6 separate regions of the Mus musculus genome follow, and all the other regions are linked to region 2. The links are chromatin contacts, called in public Hi-C, HiCAR-type and HiChIP or PLAC-seq maps. All regions are on one chromosome and are shown on one strand. Each heading gives the region's core, a stretch centred on a gene start, on an enhancer-like site or on the middle of the called end of the contact. The rest is flanking DNA. Distances are from core to core; before and after follow the strand shown.

Region 1 (3,751 bases), core at 690-3,189, 1.3 Mb before region 2:
CAGAAGGAAGGAGAACTGTTTATCTTTTAAATGGTTTGACTGTTGGTTTACCTGGTTTCACAAGGAGACATGTGACACAGACTTGATTGCCGGCTCTCAGCCATCTCCTCTCATACTAGAAGTGGCCTGGAGTCTGGAAGCCAAGTCATGCACTCAACATATGTTTTGAAAACTGACTGACAGAAATGACGCATGTACGTGTGGCTTCGGGAACCGAACCCGGAGCCATGCACTCTGTCACAGAGCTAGCCTCTCAATTTTTCTATACATGAAGCAGTGAAATATTTCCCCAGGGCCTGGCACAGCCAGGCACAGCAGACAGGAGTTCTCATTTCTCTTGTAGAGGATCCAGTTTGGTTCCTATCACTCATATGGCACGAAACCAATCTTTGGCTTGAGTTCCAGGGTGCTGACGCCCTCTTTTGGCCTCTTAGGGCACCAGGCATGCATGCATGTGATGCACACACATACATGCAGACAAGACACTAAGGAACATAAAATTAAAATTAATAAATGAATAAACAAATAAATCTTTATGGAGCTAGAGAGGTGGCTTACTGGTCATGAGCCCTGGCTGCACTTCCAGAGGTCCTGGGTTCAATTCCCAGCGTCCACATGACCTCTCACAACGACCTGTAACTTCAGTTCCAGGGGATCCGATGCCCTCTCTGGCCCCCTTGAGTAGCAGACAGGATCGTGGTGCACAGATATCATGTAGGCAAAACATTTGTACACATAAAATAAAAATCAATAAACCTTAAAAAATATTTTTGCCTTGCCGGATTCTGTGCATCACACTGATAAATGTATTAACTTTGGGGGGGGGGTATCTTTAAAAAGTTTCTTTATAGTAAAAGCTTGTATAAAGACATGTTATTCTTTCAACCACTGTAGCTATAAAATGGTACAATACACGCAACAGTCCATTCTTTCTCCTTGGATGGTTTGTCTGGGAGACGATCACTACTTATTATTTTTTTAAACCGAGAGTTGACTGATTATATCCTTTGCAACACCAAGCTGGTCCTCTTTTTCTTCATGATTTCTAGAAATCTCTAATAGGAAGTTGCAATGTCTATTCTAAATGGATATGAATGATTTTAAAATTGAAAACTTAAACATAAAATTTTATTTTTAATCTTCTAGAAGGATAAGTTGACTTTCATGAAAAATTATTGCTTAATATAATTCATTACACTTAATCACACACGATTTAATATCTCATATTATGAACCGGAAGAAGGTTATGTTCAGAGACTAGCAAGGTACCTTGCCACTTAGGACTTCAACATGTTTATCTACATGTTGATTCATTTTTTTATGTTTAGAATTTCTTTGAATAAGCACTCAGAAATGCAAGATTTCAATTCTTGTCTGGCGTTCAAAGGCCAAGAAGATTTTTACTGGTCTAAGTGCAGGAAGCTGTTGGCTACCTTCCTTCTATTCCAGAGGAAACTAGACCTGCAGTACTGAGAAGCCACCACAAGAGGGGGCATGTCTCCTGGAAATGTGAGGATTTCGACTGGTTTTCAGACTAAGGCTGCCGGCATTTTGGAGGTGTTCTCCTAGGTCAGCAATGAACACTGTATGTGTAAAGAGAGGGCAATGATTATGCGTCAGTCATTGTTTACCTCGGAGAAAAACCAGCACTTTGCTGCTTGGCATTTTGCAGTCAGGCTGAGAACAGGCCAGCCAGGATGAAGGGAGACCACAGCATCACTCAGCCCATCTTTGCTGGCTCGATTGCAAATGTGGTAGCCAGAGAAAACCAAAACATCAAAAATGACTAAGAGGGGGATTAGAGGTGCATCTCTTCTATGTTTGAAAATGTCAGAATGAGGCTTCATTTGCATGTCGAATAGCATATTCCTGTTTGAACCCTGTCTGCCTCGCTGAAGATACCACGCAGGCTGGCAAGGTGCCCCTTTGCAAAGGGCTTGCACAGTCCCTACATTAGGCAGGAAACCAACCACTTTGCTTTGGTGTCAGCACAGCTGTTAGCGCCTTCACCTCAACATCTGGCAGCGGTTGGCTAACAGGAGGCTTGTCTTTTGTTGGGACAAACTGCTCCTTAGCTTGAGTGATAGTACTGGAAAATCCATGCAGGACAAATGGAATCTGAGGCTGGCCTTTATAATTCTCAGATGGTAAAGAAACACCACAACTGCTCAGTTGCTGAATGAGAATCCAAAGTGTTCGTAGAGAAATTGGCTCTGTAACAACCACACGCGATGTCATAGCGCTTGCAAGAGGAGGCAGAAGGATTAGGAATTCAAGGTCATTCAACTATGTAGCAGTTTCAAGAGAAGCCTAGGCAAGCCTCTGTCTCAAAAATAAAATAAAATATATTTGCTCAATTAGAGAAACAGAAACACATTGTTCTGTGTGTGCTGAAAGTGGGTTCTAGCTTATTCTTGTGGATAGGCACGACGCGAATGCTTTGTCCAGGCCGTCAGAGCAAGCTGCCCTGTCTCATGCTGAAAGAGGCCATTTGTCAACAACACAGTGCCTGAGCCAGATGAACACCCTCGGTGACCATGTGTCTCATCATGTTATGATTTTTTCAAGAAGAAAATAGCCAGAAAATAACAACAACAACAACAAATACCAACCCTTCTCCAGATCAAAAGAACAGAATTAGGAAATTTAGGGACTTGAGTGGAATTTTGGTAAGAGACACAGTTCACGTCCGTGGGAACCGCCAACTATATTTTCCCATTTCACTATTATAATGAACATTTTCAGGTGATTGATAACACAGGAATCTCATTTATGCTTCGGGCTATTTTGAGTGTTTTTTTTTAAATTAGTTAATTAATTAATTAGCTAATTTTGTGCATGCTCGCATGCCCTGGCATGCCTGTGGAAGTCAGAGAACAAACATATTTTTAACCAATTCTCTCCTAACACCTTGTGAGTCCTGGGAATCAGAAAGGGGCTGTCAAGTTTGGCGCAGTTGCCTTTACATGCGGAGCCATCTCACAAGCCCAATTTTGAGTCCTTACACTATAGGGCTGAGTTATACTCAGAGAGTGAGCTGCATGTCATGTGGATTCTGTAAAACCACATGTGGAGAAGACACTTCAACAAACTAGTCTCTGCTCTTCCCTCGATTTTTTTTTCTTTTTTTCTCTTCTCTCTCTCTCTTTTTTTTTTCTCAGAATGTCTCACACAACAGCCAAATATACCTCTGCAAAAACAGAATATAAGTGCTAGTTCTGTGAACTCTCTCCTCTTCTCATGCGGCTCCTCCCTCTTTTATTACATTTAATTATTTTTTTTGAAAGAGTGTTACTTTGTAACCAATCTGGCCTTGACTCTCCAGTGCTGGGATTACAGGCATTATATACAACTGTGCTATTAAAAATGATGAACTAAAGGGGCTGACTCCTAGAGCATTATAGTTACATATATGTGAGGCACATGAGGTATGTATACAAAGCTCAGGGAGCAGGTACCGAGAGGCAGGTGGGAGGAGCTGAGTGATAGATGGGAGGGGCCAAGAGGTAAGTGGGAGGAGCCACTCTCCATAGACTGTTGTTTTTCCAGTACTAGGTCCTTAAACTAAAAGCCAAGACTCTCCCCAGCCCCCCCATTCACTTCAAGGGAAAGGAAAGTGATGAGGGTTGGAAGTGCCTTGACATCTTAGGGCACAGAAACGGTGGAAGGGCAGAGACACAACCTTCGAACAGCCCATAGACCTTAATTTACTCTTGTCTTGGATTGTTTTGACCACATTCTGACAGTGTTG
Region 2 (3,646 bases), core at 502-3,001:
GTTGATTATCCAAAACCTTCATGTAGAACACAGAAAAATCTGTGAAGTTATATGAGAAAACAACCTTCCTTATTCAAGACACCTGACCTGGGTTGAGGGGTCTTGAATATAGCTCAGAGAGCAAATGCTTAGCATGCCCGAGACCCTACACTGTGTAAGACAATCTGACCCATCATGTAACTGAAAATAAGGTAATGGGGGGTACTGAATTGCATTATATACATATATGAAACTGTCAAATAATGAAAAAAAAATCTTCGGGTATGAGAGAAAGAGGAGGGCGTGAAGGAGGGAGGTGGATGGTGTACCAAACATCTAGGGCAAAACTAGAAGTGTGTGGTGGTGTTGATCTGGTGGCACAGCAATCCCGGAGCTCAGAAGGCTTAAGCAAGAGTATCTTACCTTAGAGGTGGGTCTGGATAACATCATGAGTTCAGTGCCAGCGGGAAACACAAGGTAAGAGCCCTCTAATCAACCCATAAAAACATGAAGCTATAGGGACACAACTCACAAAGTCCAAGTTTCGTTCTGACCAGAATGCTTGATGATAAAACTTGGTGGTAAATTCCTTCTGTTTGAAGTCATTAAAAATCCACAGTACAAGTATTATGCCCTGTAGTGTGCCTGCTCTGCTGACTGCTTCACACACTATCTCCTTAAAAAAGGCATCCCAGGAGTCGGGGGTGGAGGGGACTCATCTCAACTAGGAGATCTTAAGAGGTAAAATAACTATGGTCATGGCGATGCCAGAGTTTCTGGTTCCATTGCGACTGCCTCAGCACAACTGCTGCTTCTCTCACTCACACACACACACAAAAGCTCCTCAAAAGGAAATACTGACCCCATTTCGGGTTATCTTGTGAGACTACATAGGATCTACCTTTTTTAGTGAGAGTACTATTGTTTGTCAATCAGGACGGTATCTCGGTACTCACCCCTACGTTCTGGATACAAACGGGGGAGGGGGGGTGGGACTTAAAAAATAAGGACACTGAAGACAATAAAAACACACACACACAAACTACAGAATGGCGTGTGACCCGGACCCGCTCTTTAAACTGTTTTCACACTGATCGTGACGTCATGTTTATGACCCACACGGATTTCCACCCCCATATACCAACACGTACTTTTGTAGGGGGGTGGAGAAGGAGGGTGTTCACTGTAGTGGTTTCGGGGTGTGTGTGTGTGTGTGTGCGTGCGCGCTCTTCACTACGCAGTTTCTCCAAGGTGAGGGTGCATTTTACTACTCACACCTTGCGTGTCTAGAGTCGGCCCCTTACACCCGTGTCTCGCCCCGGGTCAGGAGAGCCAGCCTTCCTGCCTCACATGCCCGTGTCACGCCACTCCCGGTGCGGGGCCACCGAGAGGCCTACCTCCCTCCACCTACTCCGAGGGGACTGGGGGAAACCGACCGAAATCCCGGGTGAGCCGACCCCGCACTACGGCCGCCCGGCGCCGCAGGTCGTCGCGGGTCCCCGAGGGACGCGCACCATCTGCCCGCCCGCCCGCCCGCCCTGCCCCCGGGGTCCCGGGTGGGGGTGGGGGTGGCTCGCACTCCAGCGCTCCCCTCCCCCCCACGCCGCCGCCGCCGCTCTTTACCCTCTTCCACCGAGCACTCCGCTGCAGGGAGTGTCGCGCTCGCCGCAGCCACACCGCCGCCGCCTTCCTCGCTGGGCTCGGCTCGGCTCTCGGGCTACCGGCAGAGAAGTCGGCGACGAAGCACAATGGCGGCCGCCCCTCCGGATGCGCCGCAGAAGTGGCCGCCGCCGTTGGCAGCCCCGCCCTTCCTCCTCCCCCGCCCCCTGCGCGCTCGCTCGCCCGCTTCTCGCGAGAGCCGCGGCGGCGGCGGCGCTGGCGGCGCTGCGGGGGAGCCGGGAGCTGCGGGCGGGCTAGACGTGCCCCGCCGCGGGGTGGTGCTCTGACTGCGGCAGCCGTTGAGGGCCGCCTCGGGGGAAGCTGCGAGGCGCCACGGTAAGCGGCCGCAGACGGTCGGCGACGTGCGGGCGTGCGGGCGCCCGGAGCGGCGCGGCGCGGGAGGCCGGGCGGGCCGGTCGCCGCCCGCAGTGCGAGGGGCTTCGGCGCCCGCCTGGCTCCCGCGCCCGCCGCGGGCCCCTACCAGGCCCGCCGCTCCGGGTCCCGCCCGGCTGGTTGCGGGGGTGGATTTTGTTTTCTCTGCGCTCGGCAAGTGGCGCAGGGACTGTTTACGGAATGGAGTCCGACGCTGCCTTTCCCCCACCTCCCCTCGAGCCTCCCCGGCGCGTCCTCCCTGCCCAACCTTGTAGGATTTGACAGCTCTCCCTCCACCTACTACAGCCTTCCGATTGATTCCTACACCCTGCTGCTGGCAGTTTCCCTGGAGTAAATAAGTTGTAGCGACGGGGTATTTGGACGATCACTTCGGAATCTTAAAAAAAAAAAAAAAAAATCGGGCTTTTTAAGCTCTGAGAGCGCAGCTACAGGTTTTGCAGCAGACATTCACTTATTTAGAAAGAGCGAGGGAATCTGTGACGTAGTCTGAGGAATACGAGAAGAAACTTTCAGAAACCACGGTGAATGTGGTTAAACTAAGATGTAAATGAGGACTAAGAAATGCAAGAGAGTATGGGAAAAGCCACAAATTATGTGGCGTTTCAATGATGGACCAAACGCAAGTTGTTTAACGGTAAGTTCTTACTAAAACTTGGAAGCACAGGGAGGGCACTTGGGTTTTTAAGTGACCTATTTGATTTAAGGGTGTTTGTTTCAAAGAATAACTTGGATCTACATAATTCCACTAAGTGACTAAGTGAAATGCTACATATATATATATATATATATATATATATATATATATATACACATATGTATATATACATATATACAGTCAGTAATCATCTCTCATTTTTCTTCACTCATCACTAATAAATTTCGTACAAACTTAAGGGTTTTGGGTTGTTTTTTTTTTTAATTTTGTTAAAGTTGACACCCAGGTGTCATCCTTTTAGGGCATGTAGTAGACAAAGTGTCTGGTAAAGGATAAAATTAAGTACAGATTACTTTTGAGGAGATGTAATTTGTCCTTTTAAGAGAAATAATTGTTCCATTCTGTTTGGCCGTGTAACACCCTTAAGAATCAGAATTCATGGGTTCATATCTCAGCACTTTGTCTGATTACCTTTGTCTTCAGCAGTTCTTTAATGTTGCCAAGAATTCCTTAACCCAGGCTTCTTCCTGTGGGTTAGGGAACCCTAATCCGCCATGCTCCCCAAACTTCATGGTGGTGTTGAAGGGATTAAATGAGGGGATCTGTCAGTTCTTAGAACATAGCAAGCGTTCCATAATTGTTAACAGTTACGTTATGTGTCTAAGCCACCATTCGGCCTTTCTGGAACTGAACCTTGTGGAGACCCCTTGAACATCTTTCCCAGTTTATTTTGTGTTAAGAGGATCGACTGCACCATTTTCCTGAGCTATAGTAGACAAACGTAGTTAGTGGGAACTTCTCTACAGAACCCCTGACAAGGACAGTGCAGGTGTTGGCCGGTTATGGTTTCGTCTCCTCTCAGTGCTGAGGATTCTGTGAGAGGTGAGTGTGGTGCCAGCTTCCTCTGTGTGTGTGTGTGTGTGTGTGTGTGTGTGTGTGTGTACGTGTGTGTATACGTGG
Region 3 (3,665 bases), core at 967-3,466, 1.3 Mb before region 2:
ATCTCTGGATGCCTCTGTGTCTCTGTCCCTGTCTCTCTGTCTCTGTCTGTCTGTCTGTCTCTGTCTCTCTCTGTGTTTGTGTGTGTGTGTGTGTGTGTGTGTGTGTGTCTTTGCTGTGGTGTGCATGGGGAGGTCAGAAGACACTTTACGGAGCTGGTTCTCTATTGCTACTGTCTGTTTGGAGAACTGAACCCTGGTCATCAGCCTGTGCGACAAGTTCTTTTATCTCCTGAGCCATCTTGCCAGCCCCAGTAAAGTGGTATCAAAGCAAGTAGAATGGTGGCATCCTATGATTTAGCGGTGTGGAATTAACAGCCCCTCTTTCAGTGTTCTCAAACTCTCACTATAATCTTTATAAAATACTGTCAAGGATAAAACCTTACACTATCATATATTAAAAAGAAAACTCAACAGATGATCTGATGCTAAAACTTATGAGGAAATTACCCATTTCCACAGCCAAGTAGATGCAGATTGAGGCAACTGTTTGCAGCCTAATCTCTGCCTCTTGAAGTAGAACTGGCCAGCTGTTCTCAGACCTGAAAGAAGTGGAAAGCCCTGCCTTCCTTCACTGACTCCCTGCTGAAATGGGTCCTGGATTTAGAGTAACTGGAGCTAGAAGTGTTTGCTGAGACACAGTGTGCTCCTTCTCTTGTACTTTCTACATCAAGTCACAAACACTCTGGAAGGAAGTGAGATTGGCAACTGAGTGTTGTCTCTGGGCACATTCTATCTCCACAGTTGAAACACTGAGGTTAAAAACAGTGATCTATAGTTAGACTGACTTTGGCACTTAGACTCTGAGCAGATACTCCAATTTTTTCACAATTCAGGGTTACTATTAGTATCACACAATGTAATGGATACAGAATACAAAGCATAATTACTAGTTCAATGTTTTATTTGATAAGTGGCAGACATTTTTATTATGACAAAGAAGGGTAGAAAAGGGGAAATTTCTAGCAGGGTATGTTGTAAATTGTTTTGTAACTCCTCTGTGTTCAGTGTGTCAGAGAATCTAGCTTTAAGATAATGGTGGGTCCTCTCTTTTTGTCCTGTTATTTAAGATGAATATTTCAGACAAAGGGCATGGCCAGGAGCCCTTCACCTCACCAGCTGCTGCACAGTCAATGAGAAATCACACCTGAAGGGACAGGGTGTGTTAAAGCCAAAGCTGGTAAAAAGATAAAAATTAACATTATGCCAAAAACACAGTGGATCTATGAAAAAAACAAAACAAAACAAACAAACAAACAAACAAAACCTCCAAACACTGGGAGATGAAAATGGTTTGGAATCTTCAGTGGAATGAAAAGAACCACTGCTTTCATGAACCAGTAGAAAGTTGGTTAATTACTTTCATTTAGGGAGAGTCTGGAACCTTATTGGGCTTCCTTATCTCTGCCCTGCATGCTACCATCATTCTGGTGACTCTTATCTGAAATGCCTTCTAACTGTGGGCTGAATTGTATATCCCCAAATCCATGTGCTGAAGTCCCAACTTATGGTAAGCGTGTGTCTCAGCAATTCAGGCAGGGGTTAGTTTTAGGTGGAACCTTCTAAAGCTAACTAAAGTTAAGTGAAGTTATTGTGGTTTTCCTATGAACTGAATATTGAATGTGTCTAGATTCATTATAAGAGCAGACACACACACACGCTCACAGAGCAAAGACCGTGAGAAGGCAGGGAGAATATGATCTCCTCTAGGCCAAGGACATTAGCCTCAAGTCAAGCCTGTTGGCATGTATGAGAAAACACATTTCTATTGTTTAAGTGAGCATCTTACTACAGAAGCCAAGTAAGGTACCATCCGTTTGCCTGATTCCTTGGTCTACTTCCTCATTTCCAGAGATAACCCCTTTTACCGGCATGATACCCTAAAGTTGTCATAATCTATGTCTACCTGCCATCTTATGAAGCTTACGTTAAAATCTGAACTGTTTAGCTCTCTCCTATGATAGTTAAGTTGTCCTGCAGCACTGCACAGCTATCATTGTGTCCCAACCACATTCCCGGGCCTTCTTCCCTTCCTCGCCTTTAAACATCCCTGCTCTCTTTCCTCCCGATGGAGTCGTATGGGTTACCACTTCACCCTCTGTCTTATCAATATTTCTAACTTCTCTTTCCTCCCACACGTGGAGGCCTTTCAGAGCCCCACCCAGCTGTCTGTCTTCCCTGCCCACACAGCATTTTGGGTGCTGCTGGAGGAAACCACACAGCCACATCACATGTCCCGAACCGTAGTCAGCTCGCAGAGGCCCTCAGTGCTGTTCTGGCGTCTTTCTCTATACAATGAATAGCTCAAACTTCCTCTACCCTCATCTTTAAAATGTAGACTTCACAACATACACCCTTGTTAACCAGCAAACGAGCTCATTTCCTTGTTGGCAGAGAAAAGTGAGGTCGAGAGAGAGAGAGAGAGAGAGAGAGAGAGAGAGAGAGAGAGAGGAGACTTCCCAAAAATTCTGTTAACCAACATTTAATTTTTCTTCCCGTTTTGCATTTTTCTTCTGGTAGCCAACCTCAACATTTGTCACCTTCTAATAATGCCTTGACTCATTGGCATTCAATCAATCCAAGACTCTTTCTCTTCTTTGGTTTTCTATCAAGTTTAACAACTCTCCTTTCTCCATTGTTTATGGCTTTTTCTCTCCTTGTAAACAGTCTCATGATGCCCCAGAAGTGCTCCCTACAGCTTAAACATATTGTTCTATGGATCCTTTATATAAATAAAAAAAAAATCTTTAGGCATCTTACTCATGTGTGACATATAAAAAAGTTGATCTCATAGAAGTTGGAATGGAGTGGTGCCATCTCACCCGCCTTTGTCCATTATTATAGGACGAAATATCATAACGTATATAAAACGCTTATATTAACACCTGAGAATATAGTATGTATTAAATAGAACTACTTTTCACATTTCTTTTTTTTTTTAAGAGTTTTTTTTTTAAGTGCATCTTGTTTGTGTGTGGATGTGCATGTGGGTGCAGGTACCTGAGGAGGTTGGAGAAGTTTGATCCTGTGGAGCTGAAGTTATAGGCAGTTATGAACTGCCGGGTATGGGTGGTAGGAACCAAGCTGCCTTCCTCTGCAGAGGCTGCATGTGGCCTTAACCATGGAGGCATCTCTATCTCTTCTTTCTTGTATTTCTTTAACCATGAAACACTGATGATGAGCGAATCTAGTGAAATCACTGTTAAGTCTCTCCCGCAGAATTCATACAAAACACCTGCTCCTTTGTGCAATGAATCTCAGCATTGTTACAACAGGTACAGCTCTGGCTGGGAAGGGGGATTCCTGCCCGGGGCTGTAAAGGATCTTTTGCATCACACACAATAGATTTGAGCACGAGTGCCTCTGACATTTAGTAACTTTAAACACTTATTTTCTTGATTAATTCAACCTCAGAAAAGTAGGCTGCAAATTCTCTTTGATATCCTCAAAACAAAAGCCAAAAACATTTGTGTGTGTATGTGTGCGCGTGTGTGTGTCTGTGTGTGCGTGTGCATATGTCACTATGTATTTAAATTCAGAAAGAGAGAAAAAATGTCAATTGTTCAAATGACAAAAAGGTGTGTGGGTTGAGTCACTCTGGATACTAATGACACATACTACTTAGAATCCAGGTGATAATTTAAACAGTGGAAACACCTAGATGAGTG
Region 4 (3,539 bases), core at 403-2,902, 1.4 Mb before region 2:
CCTCTTCCTGGTATGTTTGTTTTTATTACGTTGAAAAAAAAAACCTATGATACCTAATTCATAATTATGTTTCTACAGTGTACAAGAATAACTTCAGATGTTTAAAATGAGTCAAGTATTAAAATGAAATAGCACAGGAAATTATCTCAATAATTTGCAAGAGGACAATAATCTTGGATACAAAACCTAGGCAAAGCCACATGACTAATAGTTCTTTACAGTATGTGGCACATAGCATGAAGGGTTACTATATCTGTATCTTCCTCCTGAGTTCTGGGATTAAAAGCATGAGCCACCATGCCTGGCAACAACTGTACCTTTAAGAAAGGAAAAGAAAGAAAGAAAGAAAGAAAGAAAGAAAGAAAGAAAGAAAGAAAGAAGAAAGGAAGGAAGGAAGAAAAAAAAAACGACATAAAAATCCAAACTTGGGAAAAGTGACCAACGCCAAGAGAAGAGGGTGTACAGAGTAAGCAATGATCTCATTTCCATAGGGGAGCAAAACAACGTGAGTAGGCGCCTTTAAGAGATGTGGAAGGCTTTGTCTTACATGATTGAAAACGCTTTAGCGGGGTGGTTTCATTTTCTCCTTTATCATTTGAGGGGTTCACGGCCCCTCTCAAAGGGGACAATATGGCTTTTCGCAAGAAGGTGGTGCTTGTCTTTCTGTTACTGGGCAAACGGCGGGGTGTTACTCCACCTCTCTTCACTTTCTAGCTTATCGTTTCTTCTTCATGTTAACTTCTCAAAAGTTTCTGCGAGAGAAAAAGACACCCAAGAAGGCTGCTTTGTACAGCCAGCCTAATAGTGAGAGAGCCTAAGTCCTCTGGGGGTACAGCGAGCATCTTCCCCCTTGATCGGATTTCAGGACAAGCATTGCTCTTTTTCTTCTCGTTTGTTTGCTTGCTTGCTTGTTTTTGGTGTATAACTCGTTGCCACTCAGTTTACACGACGGTGGAGACTCTACCTAATGACTGGGTGACCAGGGAAGGAGGATGGCTACTTCTGCTCTTTGAGCCTTGGCCACCCATTCTCTCCGGGACTCCTAGGGGGAAGTTACCCAACTTCTCATTGACAAGACTATGATGACACTCCACAGGAAAGCAGAGAAGGGAATTGTGCAACTCCCGGGATAGACACAAAGAGTCTATTAAGTGTTCGAGGGCATAACCGCCGGGGCGACCGGCTTCTGCGAAGTCGAGGACTCCGGGATCCCCGGCGCCCCAACACCGCAGGCCGTGCCGCGCTCGTTTCCAGCCCCGGGAAGCAGCGAGGAGAGCGGCAGTCACCCTGCCGCGACGGGTGGGGGACTGTCGTCGCGGAGCTGAGGTCACGGGCCGGGAAAGCCCCACAGGGTCAGCTCGGGGACAGGGACCCGCGCTTTCTCTCGCTCAAAATCGCGCTGTAAACTCGCTGGGGCCGCAGCTCTACTTCTCGGAGGAGACTTCGGTGCAGCGCAGCGCATCCCACACCCGCTCACACACCCCAGCCCTGCGTCCCCGGGCTCGGCCGACCCAGACTCCCTGTCTCCGCTTTTACTCACAGTGGAGGGTTCCGGCTGTGCTCGCTCACGCCACAGGTCGCCGGTGCCCGGCAGAATGACTGCAACCGGAAGTAGCTTTCCGTTCCAGTTCAGAGGGCAGCGACTGCGCTCTGAGTCATTAACGCTTCACCTTCCATCCTCAGGGCCAGCCCCGCCCCACGTCCCGCCTCTGCAGGAAAGCCCCGCCCACAAAGCCCCGCCCCGCCAAGCTCCTTGGAGGCCCGGGGCCATACAGGAAATAGCATCTGACAGTAAGAGAACCCTAAACATAAGTCATTTGTTTAAAGGTCACTTCAGTGTCTTAGCTAGAATTTTGAGCAAACAGTAAATAACTACTTCTAATATTACCTTATATGTAGGTTAGAGAACCACTCAGAAAAACTTGATATATTGTGAAATTCCTGTTTAGAGCAGGTAGGGGAAGGCCCAGGAAATTACAGTTTTCACCAGATCCTTATGCGAATATAATTGAGTTAAAGTCCACAACTTGAGAAATATTACATATACACTCGGTGTTTCCTCCCACTAGTAATACTTTCCAATGGATATACTTGCTAAAAAAAATTCAATTTCTAGTAAATTTCTCGGGGATTAAAAGTTTCTCATTATTTTATCCAGACATGCTTGAATGATAGCTGAGAGAGAAATTTCAGATGGACGCAGTGAGAAAAACATCTTTTCCGTGTTAGAACAAGAGAGTTGGGTTCTGGCTGCCCCATTTTCTCTTTAGTTCAAAGATTCAAACACTTGTCTGGTTCTAACCGTTAGCTTGAATATTTGGGGCAAATTTTAAAATTCAAACCATCGTTTAAAACTATTAAAAAACTTTCATCAGCTGCGGTTGCTCACAGAAAACCTAAGCAAGATCCAACCAATCAACCTGCTACCACAGTGGTGGGTGGGGTTCACAAGCCCATATGTCAAACCAGTATCTGTGAGGAGCTAAGGGCAGTGGGTGGACTTGAGGGGAGGAGGCCAGTTTTATTTAGGGTGTGTCTCATGCTTCAGTAGATGATACTATGTCTGAATTTATACAGGCAGCACAAACTGGACTTTGTGGTCACTTGGGGTGGGAGGTGGAGGTCATAAGGTTGGGAGAGGGGATGGATCTAGGAGGAGTTGAGGGGGATATGGTCAGAACATTGTGGGGCTGGAAAGATGGCTCAGAGGTTAAACACATGATTGCTCTTCCAGAAGACCCCCGTTTAATTCCCAGCACACACATGGCAGTTCACAACTGTCTGTAACTCTGGTTCCAGGGGATCCTATACCCTCACCCAGACATATATGCATTATAATATATTTCTAAAGGAAAAATAGAACAAACACATTATATGATTCTTTAAAAAATATTATAAAATATTACTCAAAATTTTAACAAGCAGAACTTCCCACCTATAACATTTAGATCAAGTAAACACTTTTTCCCACTAAGTCATCAAGTTAATTGTGACACAGCACTGCTCATATTAAAATAAAACAAAATGACTTGTTTTCTCTAGAGCAGGGTTAGATGCAAAGTAAATTGAGAGAAAGGTCTAGAAACTTCCAGCATGTTCCTCATCTTCATCCTCAGTGCTGAGGTGGAAAAAACTGCTAGCAAGAACAATGTTCTAATTTTCATGAGGAAAAAATAAATTATCAACTCCTTAAGGCAGATGCAAAGAATATGAAAGATGGTAAGTGTGTATCTATTTTGTTAGCGCAGTAATGAAGGAAAGTTTCTGTCTGTGCCAGTCCTCATTCAGTGTTTTTAGTATTCTAGATTTTGGTTGTTCTAACAGGCAATTGTGTCTTGATTGATTTAACTGATGACTTCTGGGAGAGGAAGTGTTTTCTTTAAGGGCACATGGCCTTTCTTTGCATATGCTTATATTAGTTGTTTTTTAAACAGGTCTAGATAGCCAGGAAATTTCTATGTAACCAGGCTGGCCTTGAACTCACAAACATCTGCTTGTTCATGTTTCCTTGGTACTAGAATTAAGGGCATGAGAGGCCA
Region 5 (3,491 bases), core at 359-2,858, 1.2 Mb before region 2:
CAGATGCTGTCTGATGCTCCATCTCAGACTCTTGATCATCTCATCCCCATAATATATAATATAATGTATGGGCTGTGGCTGTGGTTTGGGGTCCCTTCCAGATTAATTCTCTAGCAGATTAAAAGAAAACAGACAACCTAAGTGATTTACTTTTAAAACCCATGCAAGAGGGATGGCTCAGCAGGGTGTTCTGACCTTGCTGAGGAGAGGACCTGAGTTCAGTTCATAGCACCCACTATGACAGCTCATGACTACTATATATAACTCCACCTCGTGTGTACTCTTCTGGTCCTTGCACACTCTACTCACGCGAAATACCTTCCCATAGAAAAATACTTAAAAAAAAAAGGTCTTTAAAAAAATCAGTGCAACGTGTGATATATTTATTAGGTATTTTTATCCACAAGTAGTTCTGAGTCGGGCTTAGGAAGGCAGACTCTGCCTCTTATCAGCTAGCTTTGCATCACCTATTATGGGATGCTAGAGCACCACCACTGGAAGGCTCTTAGAGGCCAGGTGGTAAACGCAGGCCATGGATCAGCAGCATCAGCATTACCTAGGAGTCTGTAAGAATTTCAAAGCCTGGACCTTACCTTACCCCAGGTTAGAATTTGCATCTTAATGAGATCCCCAGGTGCACATTAAAGTTTCTGAAACACAGCTGTTCAGTTGGTCTGGTTTTCCTTCAGATTTTCAAACAAAAGAAACCGCAGTCCAGAGAGAGCAAGGACAAGAGCCGGGAAGAGAATCTGACCTTTTTATTTTATGGCTTGTGTGTAGGACCATGCACCACCCACCTCCAGCATCCCGATGACAGCCGCAGCCCAGACTACCCCCATCTCAGCTCTGTGAGAGCTTCGGCATTCTTCATCAGGAAGAGAATAGTCTTTCTGAGTCTTCCTCCAGAAACTCCTCCCTCCCTTCTTATTCCCAGTATCCTCTAAGGATACTCAGCTTTCAAAATGCAGACTTCCAAATTTTCGTAATAAAATGAACTAAAAACTCTTTGGGGAGGAAAGTGATTTTCCCGTTGCATTTGTTTACTCTCGGTGAGCTCCTGAGACGGCTAACACACTAGTTGTTAATCACACCATCTGTTCAAACGGCACTGTGGAACCATTACATTCATCCTTTCTTCTTTTTACGGAAAAAAAAATTTCAGAACACTATGTTTGCGTCTGTTTTGCTCCATCACCTGGCAGTGTAGTGTAAGCTAGTTAATCTTTCCAGTTGAAAATAACTTTCAATTGGCAAATACGTATTTTTAATGTTCATATATCACATACACAGACTCCTCCCCCCCCCAAAATGTGTCCTTTGACATTCCAAACATGGAAAACGCTAAAAGAAAAAGAAAATCTGTTACAGACTGTATGCTTGTCAAAGTTTTAAGCATTTGATTATATTTAAATGAAGCATTCAGGACGATGATTTGTCTGACTGACCCGGAAAATATTTTCCCCGTTGGCCCTGAAGATGGCAGTGCTGTGCAGTTTAGAACAGCTCTTCGTTTCCCCCCCCCCCCCCCACCCCCCCGCCTCACCTCCCCCCCTAAGGAATTTCTGGAATGGCAGAAAGTGGGGGAGGATCCACCAGATCTGAACCTTCTAACACTTAGCACAAACCTCTCCTGAACCCTGGGACAATCTGGTTTGTCTTTCAGTCTCTTTGTTTTTGTTTAAGACTGTACCTTATTCGTTTCCTGTTTCCAGTCGCAATAGAAATGGGACTAGTTGAACGATTATTCCCATGTCGCGGGTAGCCAAGGAAGCGACTATAGCTTACCGAGAAGCTGGTTTGCAACAGCCTGCCTTTTTTTTTTTTTTTTCTTTAATTCTAACAAAGGCTTTACCCAAGATAAACTGAATACTAGAGGTTTTGAGAGCCCACTGGGACCACATCTCTGGCAGCCTCCCTCCGTCTCCTAACTCGGGACGCCTGTTGTATCACATTCTTTACATTTTATTAGCAGGGACTAGAAGAGTCGGTTTGGGGCAGCATATACCAAAGGCGGTCTCTTGACCCTGTCATTGTGAGGTGTTGGCGGGGAGAGAGAGGGAAGAGGCGTGTATATGCCTAACTTTGGGGACTCTTAAAATAGGGTTGTTTAACTAGCCAGAAAAGACTTATTGAAAACAAGCACACGAGGGCTCTTATGTGACATTCTGTCACCAATAAACCAGTAGTGCTTATGTCCTCTGAGCCAACTTCCCCCACCCCCACCGTGGCAAATGCCTCAGCAGTATCTAATTTAACCTTCACCACCACTGTCTGAGGCAGACACAACATCCCTTTGCTGGAGGTTTTTGCCTTTATACGTGGAAACTAAGGTCATGAGACTAGATAAAATTGTTGGGCTTTACATTTTGAACTCTAGAATATGCTGAAGCATTCATCGCCTTGAATTTTGGTTCAATGGAGAGATAACAAAATATTAAGCCCTTATCAATGAAGCATATTTGGTACCCACTTAATGATAAAGAAAAGGAGAGGCCAAGGCTCTAGTACGTCATTCTACCAAGGGCTACACAATTGCAGAGAAGCCAAGCCCCCAGGAAACATACCATTTGTTTTGAAAAAAAAAGGGGGGGGGTGGTTCTAGATAGAAGACTGTATGATGTTAGGCATCTTAATCTAGTGCAACATCTTTAAAGATGAGGGCAACTTAAGAATCGTTCCCTATCTTTTTTCAAAATTTCCACTTGGAGTTTTCAAAGTCAAAGTTTCCCCTCCCCCATCCATCTTGTACTACAAAACAACCATCTCTCTCCCCTTGTGGCGCCTCTCCTACCCCCCCTTCCCCACTTCTCTCCTCTCTCCTCCTCTTCTTCTTCTCTCTCTCCCCCCTTCTTTCCCCTTCCCTTCTCCCTCTCTCTGGCTAAGAGTGCAAAGCAGCTGGGGTGGAAGGTGAAAGATAAAAGCACAAGGATAATCTATCTGTTAGTATTTCAAAATTGTTACTGCGACCAGAAAGAAGGCAGTGTTTACCCTTCTCCCCCAAATGCCTTGGGCGGAGATCACGTCCTACAGAGATTAGACTAATTGGAGGCTGCTGAGGATAACTGGAGAAGCCCCAATCTAAGTCCTCTCAGTGGGAAATGGCTCCTTTGTTAAGGATCTAAGTTCACTTAAACTTCTTCTTAGAAGTTTGTTTTGAATAAAGATTAGATCAATCTGGGCATTTATGACCTCAAAATGAAATTTCTTCTTGGCAAGTATGCCATGGTTTACCAGATACTTGCTGGGAATGTCGTTTCTTTTCTTTTAAGTCCTTCCTTCAGAGTCTATCTTAAATCAACCTTGTATTTCCAGATCTCCTCTTGATCATTCCAGCCAGTGTTGCTCACCGCCCCTTCCCATTATCTACAGACCTTCCATTTTAGCAATTGGTTCACTTTCAGTTTAGAGACCTCTTTAATACTGCTAAGTTTTATTTCCTCTTCCAAGTCAATACAGTGTAGAGTTTGCGTTTGTTTTTTTAATTTTTTAAT
Region 6 (3,440 bases), core at 701-3,200, 1.6 Mb after region 2:
CAGTAGCAGCCCAAAGCAGGTCAAGCTTCCTCAATCCACCTAGCTACCTTTTAGGAAGTCTTTATTAAACATACACACATACACCACTGTTAGGCATGCTGATACAGGATGAACACAGCCGAGCCTGGTGCCTGCCCTCATGGAAGGGACTGTAAACATTTGGAAGATTAAAAGCACACAGCAGCACGAAGAGGTAGCTGCAATATAGCTGCACAGCCACTCTGGCTCCCATTTCCCTCTCTTAGGTTCAAAGTGTGCCCAAGGTCAAACCAGTGAGCCTCAAGGGCTGACAGTTGAAGCAAGTGTTACCGAGGGCTCTGTTGTATTGTTTCAGCCAGCAGGGATTACAGATTGGTGATCTTGCCTTGATCTGACCTGAACTTTCCTCGCCTGATCGCCACCAAACATAACTACAAGGACCCTCTAATGAACGATCCAAACACAAAAGAACCAAAAACCTTCTCTGCCTTTTTGCTTACACAACACCTGAAGGCTCTTTTCTAGCTGTTCCTTGTACACACACGCCTGTAAAGCTAGCTTGTTTGCAGCTTTTGCAAAGGCCCGATCTTCCACTTCCTTTGCAACCTTCTGCAGTGTTGCAGCCAGCGACCCAATAAATGCCCTCTACATGAAAGGACCTGTAGGGATAAAAAATACTTTATGTTTTCCCCATTTATTGGTGTCATGATTTTACTCTTGCTTTGTGATAGGACTGTGCATTATAAGCTTCTAGAGGGCAGAGAAAATGGCTTGCTGCTTCCAAACACTAAGCGGGCACCATGCAAAATTTGATCCTTGCATGCCTTTTTTGATGCTCCAGATAATATTAGCACACTGGGGTGTTTTTGTGTTTCTAAGGACCAAAGTTGTCAGCCTCTCTGCGGCGGAGAATGTTCCTTCCTTCCTACTGTAAGCTCCCGTGGCGCCTAGGACAGGGCGGGATTTTTGCAGAAGCCCCCCCCCCCCCCACCCCCCAGACTTGCTTATTTTTATTACCAAGGAAGCCGACTGCGAAAATGGCAAACGCTTGCATAACCCTAGACCCTGCGAGGAAATGAGCATAGTGGAAGGGGATCAGAAGACAAGGCAACGATGGCCTGGCTGAGGCGGAGCATTGAGTATCCACCCCTGTGCCTGACACGCAGGGCTGGAGATGAGTGCAGGAGCCCCCGCAGTTCCCGGCTCGGCTGCCTGCTGTCCGCCCGCCCCGCGCCCCGGGAGCTGTCCAGACGGCCCCGCCCGCGCCTACCTGGCCGCTCCCCGTGCCGCGCGCCTCCCCCGCGTCCCGCCAGCCCGGCTCGCAGCAGCCCACAGCCCGGGCGGCCCGAAGGGTCGGGGGTCGGGGGCGGCGGGCGAGCATGGCTAGGCGGGCGGAATCCCTGGGGCCGGGCGCCTGCAGGGGGCGCGAGGAGCGCCCCGCCCCGCCGCCGGCCCTCTCCCTCCCGGCTCCCTGGATCCGCGCCGGGAGGAAATGATGTGTTGCTGCCTGGTTAATCACAGCTCCAGACACTCATTGGCCGAGCGCTCCGCAGCCACTTCCTCCTCCTCCTCCTCCCGCTCCTCCCGCTCCAGCTCCCGGTCGCCGCCGCCGCCGCCGCCGCCCCCAAGCGCTGGGGGAACTTTGCCGCCGCCGGCTCCCCGCCGCCCCCAGCCGAGCCCCGCGCCGCCGCAAGTTTCCTCCGCCCTCCTCCCCGCCCTCCGCCTCCCGCCCCGCGACAGCCGTCTCCCCGGCTCCAGCCCGGTGCCTGCCGCCAGCCTGCGCCCCGGCCCCGTGGCCGCCAGCCTCCCGCCCCGCGCCGCGCCGTGCCGCGCCGCGCTGCACTCCGCCGCCGCCGCCCGGGCCACCCGCCCGCGGCCCGCGGAGTTCCGGGCTCCACGCCGGCTGCAGCGCCCCGCCCCGCCCCGCGCCCTCCCGCGCCGCCTTGCAGCTCCCGGTCGCCTCGAGCTCTCCGCCTCCCCGGGTTCAGCACCCGACCGCCGCTGGACCAGAGGTGAGAGCAGGTCGCCGGCCACGCCGCCGGAGCTGGGGACCGAGGGAGGAGGGAGCTTAGCTGGAGGCGAGACCGGGATCGGAGGTGGAGGGTGGGCGTCTCGGTGCCTCCCCCTCGCTTTCATTCTTTCTCCGGCAAGCTGCGTGCCCTCTCGACGTGGGGGGAAGCCGCGGCGGAACGAAACCGACTTGCTTAGGGCCTTGGCTGCCGGTGGGATCCGGGGTGGACAGAGGCTTGGAGTAGGGGGTTCGGGTGTGCGTTGGATGAACTCCTGCAGGGTGTGCGCCTCGGACTTATAAATCGATCTGGCCTCACGGCCCCGGGCTCACCTTCTAAGCTGAGCTTGGCAGACTAAAGAGATTGGCCAGTCACCCCCACCCACAAAATATCCATCTCTTCCAAGAGGAATTTTCTGCTGGAGAGACAGCCAATAAACTCTGTTCAACTCCCTCCCTCCCTCTGTCCTTCCTAGCTGCAGTTTCAAAAAGCTTCAAAGCCAGGAATGTGGGATTCATCTTCCGATCCCCAGAAGGCAGATGTGGTTACAGATGTTGCATAGTACTTTGCCAAGTTTAAAACCCTTCCTTCGACACTAACCAAAACAGTGAGGCTAGAACCTTGGGCGCGCTGGGGAGAATTGTGGGCCTGTGGGTTCACTACGTGCATGGACTTCTGTCTGGTTCAGAGACTGGCTTGGCTCTGTCCAGTTTGTGCCAGTTACGTCTCCCACCCTTCCCTACCTCCCTCTTCCCCTGGAGATCTGAACGTACCTTGCACGGCAGAGGAGCTATGGAGGAAGGTACTTGGGCAAGAAAACACCCATTTTTGTTGCAGAAGAAAAGTGTGTTGGTTAAAAAGTTGCCATTAATTTGGTGTTTGGAGAGAGACGGACGGTAATGCATTGGATTTGCTCTCTTTATTGGCTTTTCTTCTTTGCGGTTTGTGCGATTGGTGTGAGATGATGGGAAACGTCTCTGGTCCCATACATGTTTAATGCGATTGCATATATATATATATACATACACATATATATGTTTTTTGTTTGCATAGATATATAATTTCTGAAAAAAATCCCTCAAATAGAAACATAACGCAGTGATTTTAAAGGATCCAGTTCTTGAGAGGCAGACTGCTCTGACAGCCCAAGGGAAGGCGGTGGCAAAAAATAGACACCACCTCCCTTTTCCCCAAAAAATTCTTCCTGGAAAGGTGGTGTTAAGAAACTTCAGAGATGGGCTCATCCAAGTGGCAGGCCTTAAATGGAAACACTATAGTATGTCCTGGCACTAGTCTCTGGAGGTGGGTTGCTGGCCGGGGGCCCAGGCTCGGGCAGGCGGCAGACACTAGACTTGTGCTGACCTCAGACAGTGCCTTGCCATGCAGCTCTACAGTTGGCACACTGCTTAAGTATGAATCCCAGGCCTCACCCATGCCACTCTCGGGGACAGT

What was found. A called contact is a pair of places that touch in the nucleus more often than the background predicts. HiCAR-type assays count read pairs that join an accessible place to other places. HiChIP or PLAC-seq counts read pairs in DNA pulled down with a chosen protein or histone mark.
Region 1: a contact with region 2 is called in a Hi-C map of Th1 cells, with 5 times the contacts expected there. The contact joins the enhancer-like site here to the promoter of Marchf7 in region 2. A contact is called at or near these places in 2 of 39 promoter capture datasets (cranial neural crest and embryonic stem cells), 1 of 484 Hi-C or Micro-C datasets (Th1 cells) and 4 of 115 datasets of contacts at active chromatin or transcription factors (acute myeloid leukemia, astrocytes, embryonic midbrain and 1 more).
Region 3: an H3K27ac HiChIP or PLAC-seq map of thymic regulatory T cells shows a contact between it and region 2, with 5 times the contacts expected there. The contact joins the enhancer-like site here to the promoter of Marchf7 in region 2. A contact is called at or near these places in 4 of 39 promoter capture datasets (the 3T3-L1 cell line, frontonasal cranial neural crest, hippocampal neurons and 1 more) and 2 of 115 datasets of contacts at active chromatin or transcription factors (astrocytes and thymic regulatory T cells).
Region 4: an H3K27ac HiChIP or PLAC-seq map of thymic regulatory T cells shows a contact between it and region 2, with 8 times the contacts expected there. The contact joins the promoter of Tank here to the promoter of Marchf7 in region 2. A contact is called at or near these places in 1 of 39 promoter capture datasets (liver), 3 of 484 Hi-C or Micro-C datasets (B cells, CD4 T cells and CD8 T cells) and 1 of 115 datasets of contacts at active chromatin or transcription factors (thymic regulatory T cells).
Region 5: a contact with region 2 is called in a HiCAR-type map of astrocytes, with 4 times the contacts expected there. The contact joins the enhancer-like site here to the promoter of Marchf7 in region 2. A contact is called at or near these places in 2 of 39 promoter capture datasets (the 3T3-L1 cell line and hippocampal neurons) and 5 of 115 datasets of contacts at active chromatin or transcription factors (astrocytes, embryonic forebrain, embryonic limb bud and 2 more).
Region 6: a contact with region 2 is called in an H3K27ac HiChIP or PLAC-seq map of extraembryonic endoderm stem cells, with 8 times the contacts expected there. The contact joins the promoter of Acvr1 here to the promoter of Marchf7 in region 2. A contact is called at or near these places in 1 of 484 Hi-C or Micro-C datasets (muscle stem cells) and 1 of 115 datasets of contacts at active chromatin or transcription factors (extraembryonic endoderm stem cells).

Annotation. Positions count from the first base shown.
Region 1 is chr2:61,492,304-61,496,054 of GRCm38.p6, reverse strand. No RefSeq gene overlaps it. Among named protein-coding and RNA genes, the nearest start is that of Gm33841, 39 kb to the left of the region's middle. Within about 2 kb of position 1,939, at least 44 of the 459 cell types and tissues checked have an H3K27ac peak or open chromatin away from gene starts, as enhancers often do. A contact at or near this core is called in Th1 cells and regulatory T cells, where this site is marked.
Region 2 is chr2:60,208,041-60,211,686 of GRCm38.p6, reverse strand. Marchf7 (membrane associated ring-CH-type finger 7) reads right to left here and starts at 1,751. Exons shown (of 10, transcript NM_020575.2): 1 at 1,603-1,751. It also overlaps a transcript of Baz2b not described here.
Region 3 is chr2:61,512,737-61,516,401 of GRCm38.p6, reverse strand. No RefSeq gene overlaps it. Among named protein-coding and RNA genes, the nearest start is that of Gm33841, 19 kb to the left of the region's middle. Within about 2 kb of position 2,216, at least 87 of the 459 cell types and tissues checked have an H3K27ac peak or open chromatin away from gene starts, as enhancers often do. A contact at or near this core is called in thymic regulatory T cells, where this site is marked.
Region 4 is chr2:61,591,210-61,594,748 of GRCm38.p6, reverse strand. Tank (TRAF family member-associated Nf-kappa B activator) reads right to left here and starts at 1,652. Exons shown (of 8, transcript NM_001164072.1): 1 at 1,541-1,652.
Region 5 is chr2:61,400,453-61,403,943 of GRCm38.p6, reverse strand. No RefSeq gene overlaps it. Among named protein-coding and RNA genes, the nearest start is that of Gm39834, 32 kb to the right of the region's middle. Within about 2 kb of position 1,608, at least 177 of the 459 cell types and tissues checked have an H3K27ac peak or open chromatin away from gene starts, as enhancers often do. A contact at or near this core is called in astrocytes, embryonic limb bud, forebrain and 1 more, where this site is marked.
Region 6 is chr2:58,565,338-58,568,777 of GRCm38.p6, reverse strand. Acvr1 (activin A receptor, type 1) reads left to right here and starts at 1,950. Exons shown (of 12, transcript NM_007394.3): 1 at 1,950-1,991. It also overlaps a transcript of Upp2 not described here.